3 separate regions of the Mus musculus genome follow, and all the other regions are linked to region 2. Evidence: chromatin contacts called from public HiChIP or PLAC-seq data. All regions are on one chromosome and are shown on one strand. Each heading gives the region's core, a stretch centred on a gene start, on an enhancer-like site or on the middle of the called end of the contact. The rest is flanking DNA. Distances are from core to core; before and after follow the strand shown.

The links. HiChIP or PLAC-seq counts read pairs in DNA pulled down with a chosen protein or histone mark.
Region 1: an HNF4G HiChIP or PLAC-seq map of pancreatic cancer cells shows a contact between it and region 2. The contact joins two enhancer-like sites. A contact is called at or near these places in 3 of 39 promoter capture datasets (embryonic stem cells, hippocampal neurons and liver), 13 of 484 Hi-C or Micro-C datasets (CD4 T cells, embryonic stem cells, liver and 5 more), 5 of 115 datasets of contacts at active chromatin or transcription factors (effector CD8 T cells, embryonic stem cells, microglia and 1 more) and 3 of 9 other capture datasets (adipose tissue, liver and pancreatic islet).
Region 3: an HNF4G HiChIP or PLAC-seq map of pancreatic cancer cells shows a contact between it and region 2. The contact joins two enhancer-like sites. A contact is called at or near these places in 8 of 39 promoter capture datasets (3T3-L1-derived adipocytes, the C10 cell line, the HPC-7 cell line and 4 more), 3 of 484 Hi-C or Micro-C datasets (liver, nephron progenitors and pancreatic cancer cells), 8 of 115 datasets of contacts at active chromatin or transcription factors (CD8 T cells, bone marrow-derived macrophages, double positive thymocytes and 4 more) and 2 of 9 other capture datasets (adipose tissue and liver).

The regions. Positions count from the first base shown.
Region 1 is chr13:37,852,602-37,856,956 of GRCm38.p6, reverse strand. It overlaps a transcript of Rreb1 not described here. Among named protein-coding and RNA genes, the nearest start is that of Rreb1, 34 kb to the left of the region's middle. Within about 2 kb of position 2,831, at least 235 of the 459 cell types and tissues checked have an H3K27ac peak or open chromatin away from gene starts, as enhancers often do. A contact at or near this core is called in pancreatic cancer cells, where this site is marked.
Region 2 is chr13:37,782,766-37,786,648 of GRCm38.p6, reverse strand. It overlaps a transcript of Rreb1 not described here. Among named protein-coding and RNA genes, the nearest start is that of Gm46411, 15 kb to the left of the region's middle. Within about 2 kb of position 2,213, at least 82 of the 459 cell types and tissues checked have an H3K27ac peak or open chromatin away from gene starts, as enhancers often do. A contact at or near this core is called in bone marrow-derived macrophages and pancreatic cancer cells, where this site is marked.
Region 3 is chr13:37,713,663-37,717,649 of GRCm38.p6, reverse strand. Gm40918 (a long non-coding RNA gene) reads left to right here. Exons shown (of 3, transcript XR_873258.2): 2 at 7-97; 3 at 188-268. Among named protein-coding and RNA genes, the nearest start is that of Gm40918, 19 kb to the left of the region's middle. Within about 2 kb of position 1,704, at least 44 of the 459 cell types and tissues checked have an H3K27ac peak or open chromatin away from gene starts, as enhancers often do. A contact at or near this core is called in bone marrow-derived macrophages and pancreatic cancer cells, where this site is marked.

The DNA.
Region 1 (4,355 bases), core at 1,582-4,081, 70 kb before region 2:
GATACATAAAATGCTGGGCAGAAGAGCTAGTTTCCCAGTAGGCCTCATAATGACTTTGCTTTTTCCCTAAATTCTCAATAATCAAAAAAAAAAAAAAAAAAATCCACCAGCCTTCTGACCTTGGACTCTCATTTTCATCTGTCTCCTGCAGTACACTCTCTTTACTAACCATTCAGCACACTGCAAGCTCTGATAAAAGTGGTTAATGTTTATTGAAACCTGAGCATGAACTGTACTAAACCAGATAGGGAGTAAAAAGGCAAAGTTCTGTTAACTGCATCCATGCACTGGGTGGGGGTGCGGGGGGGTGGTGGCTGGAAGAAAATTCTTCTGTAAGTTTTGAACCTGAAATTTCTCAGTGAGAAAGTACAAACGTCCAAACTGATGAATTATGTCAATTATCTATCAGCCATGAATAAATGCTCTGGGTCCATTTTGTTGCCTCTGGAAGTTTTCTGGTAGAAATGCACCTCCACGATCTTACAGGGTTGTCAGAAAAAAAAAAAAAAAATAACAAAACTCAAACCAGAAATGTATGTTTCATGGACTCTCATTTTTCTGAAGACTTGTATACTTTATCAATAACCAATTTTAATGATACTGCTAAGTATTTATCTGAACAGTTTTTGTAAATTGGGTTATTATAACTGAAAAGGTTAAGAAAAATATTTCAAGTTATGGTCTAAAATATCTCTCACTTAGCTCTTTAATCGTCCAAGGTTAACAGTTTATTTCAGCCTAAGTAGATTTTATTCTAGCATCCCTTAACATCCATCATATTTACTATATATCATATTAAATCTGAACTTGCTGTTAATTGACACTGTATTTCTACATAATCCCTTTTCTCAAATAACCTCAGTTAATATAAAATGTCAATATACACACATCTAACACACATGGACTGTCACAAATAGGATGCTCTCAGGTGTTACTTTCTCTCTTCCCCATCCCCCTTGCTTAAAGAGCAGCAATAGAATCAGTCACCTTGGAAACCAACATCACCCAGTGTTTGTAGAACAAACAATGGTACCTTTTCAGCCAGTACCAGGCAGGCAGGGCAAGGGGCAGCCAGGCAGTTCTGGGCCTTACAGGAGTATTAACATATTAAATTCATTCAATGCACCAAAAAGTAGTTCATTACTAAAATTCAAGTGCTCACTATCATGTGAGCCTTTGATTAGACACCATACAGAAACTGAGATTTAAAGTTTAAAAAAAAACAAGAGACAAAAATAAAAACTTTTCATTATCTTTAGAATTGTTTTAGATACCTGTAAGAAATATAAAGCACATCTTGTTACTGAGGCTCACCCTCCAGAAAACAAGGAAGTTGCTTAAGGGGAGGAAAAAAAAAAAAAAAACCATGTTTCATCTAATTATTCCTACCAAGGCATCTTATTAGTCTTCAATATGCCAACATAATCGTTTTTCAAATGTGCCTTAACTGGCTTATGTAATTTCTAGTATTAGTAAACCTTCCTATAGTGACCTAAAATACCCCAGTTCCAGAAAAATTTTCGATAGCAATAATTACTTTTTTGACCTTGGGAGAGTACAGAGCTTTCAGTTGCTGAACCCTTACATAAATGAACCATTTGACTGGCTCAAGTTTTAGGAGAGATTTGACTACTTTTTTTTTTTTAAATCACAAATGAGCTGTGAATTAAAATGAAACACTGTCGTGTGCTCTTCAGACTCTCCAGCCTGAAATGTTTTAAATGTCCAATGAAAGTGCAGGTTCCTCCTTTTCCTGGGTGGGTTTTCCTTCCCACCAATTAAGAAAGAAGCCTCGGTCTAACTGAAGTATTTGGACAGCAGTTTGGTGTCAGTTAAATACCACAGTAACTGGCATTTTCTATCACCTCCAGACTAAGGGACAAATACCCACTCAACAGGGACCAGCACGAAGCTTAAACTGGAAAGAGTGCCAGGTTTTGTGTGTATGCAGTTTTTTTTTTCCTTCCCATGTATTTCTCCTCAAAGATTTGGATCTTCGACATCCTTTCATACAAATGTGCGAATGCCTTCTGACTGACTGGGATGTAAAACGCTAATTAATGAACGCTTTTTCTGAAGCCAGTCGATCAGTTAACATGACCACCCTCCCCGACTGGAGGCACAAGGAAAAGGGGTGGGGTGGGTTGGCTAAACGGTTAGACAGGGTGCCCTCGAAAACGAAAAGGAACCCTGGATGTAATGACTGACATGCCGACAACTTAAAGATACTTTAAAATAGGCCACAGCACTGAGCACCAGGCAGTCACCCTGAGCACAGTGGCTTCAGCTCTGGGCAGAGAGAGGAAGAGGAGGAGTCAGGCCAGGGCCAAGTGACTTCTCCAATCCTCTTCTTCCAGCACTGCAAAGAAAAAGAAAAAGAAAAAAAAAAAAAAGGCACAAGAGGGGGGGGGGCTTCAGAACCACACTTTACAACTGCATCTTCCCACAGTCATTTTTACCACGACGAGGACTACCTGAAGTAATTTGAGCAGCTGACTCCATTGTTGGGCCAGAAAAGCCAGTTTCAATTCCTTAGAAAAAAACCAACCAAACCCTCGGCATTTGGCTTCGTAAGTTTTACTTGCCTATGCATTGGGGCATCTAAACACACGTGCACGCGCACCCTACTCGAGTTACCGTGCAGAACCAAGAGCCAAGCAACTTCTGGACCGCACAGACAGCGGCAGTTACAGCCTTCAGACCCTTCAGCCCGGCTCCTTGGATTCCAACTCCCTACCCAGGTCCTCCCGGCACCCCGGGGGGTGGGGAGGAAGTGTCTAGGCGAGCAGAACATTCTCCTTGTTCCTCCGGCTCCTCCCAGCCCTTCTGGGAAAGCCTGGGGACAGGCAGGACTGCCCACCTCCAGACAGCCTATAAAGCAAAGGGTCAGCTGAGCACAGTTGGGGAAGGAGTCTCAGTACCCAGCCACTCCCATCTCCAGATCCAGGAAAGATGACCCTAAGGGCAGAGCTTCCTCCATCTTCTGCAAGAACATCTCAAAAGAGCAGACTTGGAGGGGAGGGGAGGGGAGGGGAAGGGAGGGGAGGGGAAGGGGGAGGGGAGAGGGGGGAGGGGAGGGGAGGGGAGGGGAGGGGAGGGGAGGGAAGGGGAGGGAAGGGGAGGGGAGGGAAGGGGAGGGAAGGGAGGAAGGGAAGGAAAGGGAAGGGAAGAAGGGAAGGGAAGAAGGGAAGGGAAAGGACCAGGTGTGTGGCGACCTCATCTTTTTAGCCTCCTCAGTATCTGTATCTAGTTTCTGTTTCACTACCACCGCACTGCACTTAAGAATCTGTGAGCCAGTGCATGCCTGCTTTCTAATGTAATTCTGAGGGCAACACACGTTTAGTGACAGACCTGAACAAGCCACATGGTACTACAACAAAGCCATTAGGCTTCAGAACTTAATCCATTTTAAATAAAGATATTTATGCTTTGTTTATAGATTCGTGTCTTTAGAGAATGTTATTTATTTTATGATCTGTTACACCTAAAAAAAAAAAACCACTTTCTTCTCAAGAAAGTAGGCCTGTTCAAGCTTGTGTGTGTGTGTGTGTGTGTGTGTGTGTGTGTGTTTCCATAACCCCTTTCTCCAATAACTTCTCTCTTACAAACAATGTGCCTATTTCTAATCACTGAGACCCAAAGTAAGCTACTGGAGGGGGTGGGGAGAGGAATTCCTAGGTGTTTAAGACTTCAAAACAAACTAAAACCCTAAGATATCAATCACAACCCATTTCTATCTTAAAAAAAAAACAACTGTAATTATACCTACAAAGGCGATGGAGGTCCTGCTGTGGAGATACCCTCCCACTTGAACCTCAGCCAGAACCAAACTTGCTCTGGAATTTCTAAACTAAGTTTGGAGGGTTTCCCCATGAGACCTTCATGAGGTCACTGTGCACCCTAGTGACTAGGCCTCTAGTTGGGCAGAGGAGCCTTCCTCACAGCTGAGTTTACCAGCACAGGTGCACTGTGTAGGCGGTCACAAGTTCTTCAACTGAGGTCTGGCAGACCCTCAGGTCACCTGCTACCTACCTCCTTTACAAGATCCACTTCCCCCAATTATCCCTGCCTGGATTTGACCATTTCTGGACCCGGTACTTTCTCAGGCTCATCTGATAAGTTCTTACTGTCAATTTTACTTTGCTAAGCTGCCACCTAAAGTTCCGAGAACAACATGGAAAGATTATAAAGGCTTGAAATAGAGACACATTAAATGTTTTGGAGCACATACAGACCCGCCTAAAATGTAAACAGCATACCTGCTTCCGGCCCAGACTCTTAGAAAATAGGACATGGTGGAATAGGGCCCATGTAATATAGTCTTCCTACAGATAGCAAAGGACATTTCCCTGAGA
Region 2 (3,883 bases), core at 964-3,463:
TTCTTTAATTCAGAAACCAACCAACCATCCACCCTCAGATCTAAAAGGAAAACTAACATTAAGACAACGCTCTGCTCCCAAGCCCGTCTCAGCTCTCCCGTTTTAGAGGTCTGCAATGTGACCAGAGCAACTGCTTTTCCCTTTACTCTGGCAGTCCTGTTGAAACCCATAACTATCATGCACCGAGAAAGGCAAACATTATATAAATGCAGTATGAAATGGTCAACACACCCCATCAGGTACATGGTGGGATTGTCTAGTATCTGTGAAATCCCTGGTTTCACACCTAGCACCACTAAATGTATAGGTATACATACATGGACACACTTACACAAATGTATATGCATATACATATAAATGTATACATATATGTGTGTGTGTGTGAGACACACACATACACACTACACATAATAACAGAGACTCCCAAGTTAGTCCTTTAAAAAGCTGTTTATGCCTTCTGTCCTTACATATAGCTCAGTTGGCAGAGTGCTTGTCTATCACATGTCTATCATATCATATGTCTTTCAAACAATGCCCAGCTCTGCAGCTCCCCAATATTTTGGTACACACTTCTGACCCTAGCACTCAGGAGGCAGAGGTAGGAGGAGCCAATGTTCAAGGTAACCATATAAATGAGATAATTTCAAGTTGAGAGATGGCTGGGAGGAATGAAACCCATCTGAAGTCCTATGTTTCTACACTATTATAGTATAGAGGATTTAGAAAGAGATGCTACATCTGTTTCTAAACTGGTTCTACTAAGTCAAACTTGGGTAGAAAGGAACCAGGATTGTGAGGATGCAGGTACACATCCCCACCAAAGCTCTTGGTCCCAAGCTCTTGGTGACACTGTATATTATCTATGCCTGATTTGGATGCTATCAGAAAGAAAGAAAGAAAGAAAGAAAGAAAGAAAGAAAGAAAGAAAGAAAGAAAGAAAGAAAGAAAGAAAGAAAGAGAGAAAGAGAGAAAGAGAGAGAGAGAGAGAGAGAGAGAGAGAGAAAGAGAGAAAGAAAAGAAAAAAGAAAAGAAGAAAGAAAGAGAGAAAATCTATTGCTAATCCAAACTCATCAGGAAATCCTGGCTTTGTAAAGTGGAGTCCTCTGAATTTAGAGACGTGAATACGGCAGATATTATTTGAAGTGTTCTGTTTTAGTTCCAACACTGATATTGTTCAAAAATTCTCTTCTCTGGGCCTTCTAACATGCTAGGTTTAAAAAGCTGCCAAACTGGTTTTAACACATCTTTTTAAGGCTGATAAACAAAAGGCAGTTTTGAGTAAAATCAGCCAATTCCATGAGTTTCGTAAGTCCAGCAGTACATTGAGGTGGACAGGCATGGAATAAACTATACACGCCGCCAGCTACCACAGCTGTGGGAGGGCATTTCTCCTTTGGAGAAATACAAACCAAAAACTTCTTTAGACCTGAAGCTGACCTGTTGGAAGGATGGCCTTCGAATCTGTTTTGTGGGCATCATGGATTGCGGCTATGGGAAAACAGTAAGTAATTATGAAAATAGTCTGGCATTTAAAAATGTGCTATTGGGCTGGAGAGATCGATTAGTGGTTAAGAGTGCTTACTGGTCTCCCAGAGAAGCAGAGATCCATTCGGCTCATAACTACCTGTAACTCTAGCTCCAGGGGACCTGATATCTCTAGCCTCCACGGGTACCCAGACTCATGTGCACACAGCAAAGCCCTACATACACAGAGCAGGGTGGAGTGTGAGGTGACAATTCTGCCACTTACAACCCTCACTGTCTGTTTTAAACAGGAGCTTTCGTCTGCTCCCTCACCAGGCATGCCACACTGTAGACACCAGAGCTGTTCTCTTTATACTGTATAAACAAAAGAAGAGCCAGCGATCAGTTTGTAGTTGGATAATGGCTACTGGCCTGATTGAAAGTTAGCTGTGACAAAATGTCTGACTGGTGTTCAGCAGAGCACACATTTCTTTTGTGACAATAAGAAATAGACTTGTCTGTAGGAGGTTATTTCTCACACCCACGGCCATCGCCTTTTAGAATCTTTCTCCAAACTTCTGGCAATGTATCTCTGCCTTTAAGCTGGTGCTTACAGCCTGTGGCTTGCCTCACCTCACCTTAGACAGACAGAGCTGCCTTGAGACATCAGCCAAACAGTCTACTCCCGAGGATACTGCCAATTGCCACACCCTAGGTCTGTGAATCCAAGGGTACAGGAAGTGGTCTGCCCAAGCTGGGCTATTGCATCATTCCCACCGGCTTCCATGTACACAGTTTGAGTCACTCCCTACCACACCGGACTCAGAAACGCCACCTCCTTCCAACTCAGCCGGACAGAGGTCTTGAGGCACACATCCCATCCTCTCTTCCAGACCACTGCTAAATTTGGAAGGCGGCAGGTCACTGGGATAAAAACAACTCTGAGCGCTGTCTGTCACGGGCTGTCCATTCAATGCCCAAACGGAGGACACGTTTGAGATGTACGCATGGAAAGCTAGAACTTTCTTGGTCTCCTTAGGAGAGTCACAAGACCCTTGGGGATATCTCCAGCTGTACCGTAAACTGGCAAAGATGGAAGTTATTCCAAGGGACCCACACCAGGATGTCCTAAAAGGGCATCTGAAAGCATGGACTGCTGATCTTGGGATGATTTGATGCTGCACCAAGGGGTGGGGCTCCTTAATCTGATGAGGCAGGTTAGAAGCCACTGAGCTCAAGCACTTTGGTTAGAACAGTGCTGAGCCATCATTTGGGCTCTGCGAAAAAGCCCCAGAAATGACTAATTTGTGGTCTATGAGGAGGGAGATTTTCCAGATTGTACTGAGGCACATTTTAACTGAGAACGCTCCCCTAACACTGGTCTTCTGCCAACTGGTTCGAACTCAGGTGCTTGGTTACACCTGGGACGTGCCATTACTTCCAGTGAGTGATGCACAGGCCCGTGAGTCACCCATTCCCCTAAATCGCTTACACCCAGGTTCTAACATGACCTCGGACACAACTTTCTCAAAAGAACATTTGTCAGTTTGCCTCGAACGCAGGCTTCCTGTGGATCATCCTACCACTCAAAGCATCTGGAGATACAGCATCAGGTACCGTGACTTTTGAGTCCTGCCCATAACCTTCCATAAAAGACAGTCATTTTCTGTTTTAATATTATTTATGTGTGTGCATGTGTGTGTGTGTGGGGGGGGGGTTGCCTGTGGAGGCCAGAAGAGAGTATCAGATCCCCTGGGGCTGAAATTATGCACAGTTGTATGCTACCCAGTATGGATGCTGGGACCCATACCCAGGTCCTCTGAGAGCAGGAAGCACTCTTAGCCAAGGAGCCATTTCTCCAGCCCCTCTTTTATCTTTATAAAAATCATTTTGTGAGGGTCTTGCATACTCTAAGCAAGTACCCCAGTGAGTTACATCCCCACTCCTGTTTCCTTTAACAAAAGTATTGTCCCCTTGGGTCCCTGCCATCACCACTCATGGTCCTTCAACTCCTACTGCCACCCAAGGCTGATCTCCTCCAAATCTAACTTTGATCTCCTATAGCCTACCAGGGCCCACTCCAGACCACTGCAATAACATGAGCAGAATAAAAAAGTGAGCCACACAGAATTCCTTGGGTTTCCCTCTGCACATTCGGCTATGTTTAATGTGCTGGAGTCTATTAAGTATGCAACATCATGTCACACACACACACACATACACACACACACACACACACACACAGAGAGAGAGAGAGAGAGAGAGAGAGAGAGAGAGAGTTTCTCTGCGTAGTCCTTCCTGTTTGGGGGGCTCTAAGGGCATGCACCACTACCAGGCCATACATCTATTTTATGGCTAAAACTTGCTAACAGTTATCTGAGCTGTTGAAAAATGGACTTGTTTGATTCAGAGTTGGACA
Region 3 (3,987 bases), core at 455-2,954, 68 kb after region 2:
TCACAGAGGAAGGAGAACTGTTGCAGGCGTGGGGGAAGCCTAAGCTCAGGAGGCTCAGGCTTAGCACTGGACGTTTTGGGCTATGCAGCCCTGTGTGGTGAGTCCTGTTCCTTGCATTTTTGCATGTTCACAGCCTTTTTGACCTCTACTCACTGAGTTCTAATATTAGCAAATCTTCCCCCAACAGGTTTTGCCCATGAAAAATGTCAACACATATCGCCAAATATACCCCGAGGAACAAAATTACTTCAGGTGGAGCATTAGTATCACCAGGAGATCAGAAGTCTAGACACCGAAGTCGGGGGTGGGGGTAGGGGTGGGGTCATGGGAGGGTGGTGGTGGTGGAGGGGGTATCCATTCAGTTGCCCTCAAATGGTCCAAACCTGAGTGGAACTCTAAGCTGGAGGCTAGAAGTACCATAGGCTTCATCTTGAAAGTCTCCTGAGGAGAGCCAAAGTCAGTTACTGGTGAGTAGAAGCAGGAGCAGGAAGCAGGAGCAGGAAGCAGGGTGCCCGAGGGTGGTATTCCACATCAGGTGTTACTGGGTGGCCTATCTATGGGTGTCATTTACAACACACACCATCTGGCAGCTTCACCTCTTAACTAGTCTTGCTAAGAACATGGTGAACTCTTAAAGTCCTCATTTAAAAATGCTCCACAAACAAAAAGCTCAGGGCCTTGGGGGCAAAGCCTTGGCCTTTTTGTTTGCAGATCTGTTTGAGACAGAGGGTTTCATGTGCAATTCAGGAGCACAGGTGCCTTCTGCAGAAGGCTGGCTTAACAAGACCCACCTGCTATGACAGGGCACCAAGGCTAGAGTCTGGGAGACTGGGTAAAAGGTAACAGAAATAGTAAGGGCCTGGGTCTAAGATGGAATGGTTGCTGGAGAGGGGAGGAGACAATTAGACAATGTAGCCAGTTGGTCTTGGGTGTGTGTGAGGAAGAGGAAGTTGGGAAGAGCCCAGGCTGTCTGGTTGTTTGAGCATCACGTTTTGGTAGGTGCCCAGGATGAAGAGGATAAGAGTGGTGAATTTGGGTAGCTAGTTGGGACAATGAAGGAAATGACTGCAGTGTTGGATCCGGGAGCCTAGGATCCAGAGGCAGGTCTGGAGATAAGGTTTATGAGTCATGCTATGCAGGTAGCAGTTGAAGCTGTGGGTGGGATAGCCCAGGGGACTGTGTGTAAGGAGACAGGCTGGAGAGGGTAGGTGAAGACCTGAGAAACCACAGCTGCTTTCCGTTCCGATTCAAATCCTACTCAAGTCCTTTGTCCCATGATCCTCATCCAAACCCACAGCCCACATCGATTGCGTCATCCTTCACTCCTCCCAGGAATCTGAGTTTCTTGTCATGTTCCACCTAACGTGGGACCGCACTGAGTTGTCTTGGGGCCAACAAAGGTATTTTTTGTTCTTTGCTGCTAGGGTTTGCTTTTTGCCTTTGAAACCTGTTGCTAGGTCTAATGAAAGCATGGCTCTCATTTGGGGTGGGGGTGGGGGGGTCTCATTTCTGCTTCCTCCAAATCAGTTAGCCCTGGGCACAAATCCTCCCTATGTGTGTTTTGATGGGCCCCCTGCTACAGGAGCTTCATTAAAGATTCTGGTTCGGTGAACGTTTTGATTAGAGGACAAAGCTCAGGTCCCCTAGAAAGAGTTCACAATCCATTTCCTCCTTGCCAACACTGGGGCTCAGGGCTGACTCAGTAAGTCAATATGTCTCGGGTCTGCTTGGTGGATCCCAAACCCCGTTTCGGAGAGCAATCTGGAAGGAGAGATAGTCGTCTGTGCCCTTACTTTTAAGCAGATGGCCAGTGGTTTATTTTTTACTACAAATTAGTTAGACGGTGATGCTGGACAGTAGAGCATGGGAATCATTGTTTATTTTGGGAAAAAAATTAAGATTCCATTAATCCAGCTGTAATGGGGGATCAGTACTGGAAAGACTGGTTAGGGACCTTCATGAGCCAGGTTGCTGGAAGGAAGGATGGCTCAGAAGCACTGCTCAGTGCTTTCTCTGCTAACTGGGGTTATCTGCCAGCGAAGGTGCAGCTGATCCCTGGGACATTTGCACCAGGCAGTTTCTGAACTTTAACCTACTGTCGCAATCAGGATTCTGTGTGCGTATGTGGGAGTCACAGGATCTGGGCCCCCAAGCAGGGGTTACTAGACTACAGGCATGCTCTGACTGTACCTGGCCCAGGCTGCAAAGGGTGCCATGGCCTGTGGGTTAGTTCTTGTGTATAAACAGGGGCTGGGCATCCAGTGAGACACCGTGACTCCTGGAGAAGGCAGTGTGATTCAGAGAGCTTGGTCTCTCCACGGGGGCTCCCCTCTGCTCCAGGGGCAGAGGTTGACAGTGTTTGTGACAACGATTGGGTCGTCCTATTGTTTGCTCATCTGGCTGTGTGCTCTGAGTGTGCACTCTTGGTTGTTTGTTTTTTCCTCCAGAGATTTTAGATGATTTTCCTTCCTGCCCAAGCTGTCTGTGGACCGACAGTGTGAATCACAAGGTGATTGCCCTGCATTCACCATGCAGAGCACCCAGACGTGTTTCAGCTGAACAAGTGCTGGGAGTTCCAGCTTTGCAAAGTCAGGGCTGATACTTGCTTGGCACTGGCAGGCGTTTCCACCCTTTGCTTCTGCCCAGAGTTCTCCTTTTTCTCTGCACTACCCCTCTGTCGTGCTTGCCACCATCCTTCCTCCTCCTCTGGATTCTTTAGCCCAAGGATGCACAGTGGCTTTCTTTGAACTGACTGAAGTTTTCCATGCTGCAAGTTAGGAGGATATTTGTCCCTAGCCTACATACCCAAACTCATTTCAGCCTTTCTGTATCCTTTTAGGTTTAAAGGCATCTCAGGAAGCAGATGAGCAACTCCATTTAGGACAGTGCCATTACTACTAGTAGACCCTACTCTGTCTCTTGTTACTTCTTCATATATGTGACATTTGTAACAGTGGGTAATGTAATCTCACTTTTTTTTTTTTTAATTTCACTTTGGCAAGAGGCACAGTGGGGTGAGAAGAAAAGTGTACTAAGTGGGCCTTCCCCATCTTTACTTTGGATATGAAGCCTCAGGACAGAGGTTAAGTGGACTTCGGATGGGAGAGGGTTGTAGGAGTGGGAAACAGAGGCAGAGGAAGGGCAGCTTGGCCTTTGCAGGCTTGGAATTCTTCATCTTTCCATCCCACTGGTGGAGTAACTGGAGAACTACTTTCTCTTCCCTGTAGACCAGAGGGACCTGATGGGTAGCCCAGAGGATATGGCCAGCTGTTGGCTGCTGGAAACTAAATGAGAGGACAGTCCAGATGCAGTTGCCATATTGGCAGTGACTCTGTCCTTTCCCTCTTTGGAGGTGGGGTGAAGGCTGTGAGGGTGTCCCACAGTCCCAAGAAGGCCCAGGGCAAATTCAGGAGGAGAAGAGTAGTGGACTCAGGTCAGGAAGACTCGGGCAGGAAGAGGAGAAAGCTATGAATATGAAGAGTTCCTCTGAGGGCCAAGGTTGAGAAAGAATTTAGGTTGCCAAGAATTGTGGCACATGCCATTACTCCTCCTCCTCCTCCTACTATTACTACTAAGATTATTATTTATTACTACAAAAGCATCAAGTGCTCCTTTTATTTATTTTATGTGTATGAATACACTGTAGCTGTCTTCAGGCACACCAGAAGAGGGCATCCCATTACAGATGGTTGTGTGCCACCATGTGGGTGCTGGGAATTGAACTCCGGATCTCGGGAAGAGCAAGTCAGTGCTCTAAACCGTTAAGCCATCTCTCCAGCCCGCATCAAGTGCTCTTGACTACAGAGTCATCTTTCTAGTTCAGTGTTTGCTTTTAATTTGGGAGGCAGAAGCACATGGATCTCTGGGAGTTGGAGGCCATCCTGGTCTTCATGTCAAGTTCCAGACCAGCCAGGGCCTTGCATCAACAAAATAACAATAATAATTTAAAAAAAAAAAGATAAAAGAAAGGCTTTCGGATCAGAGATG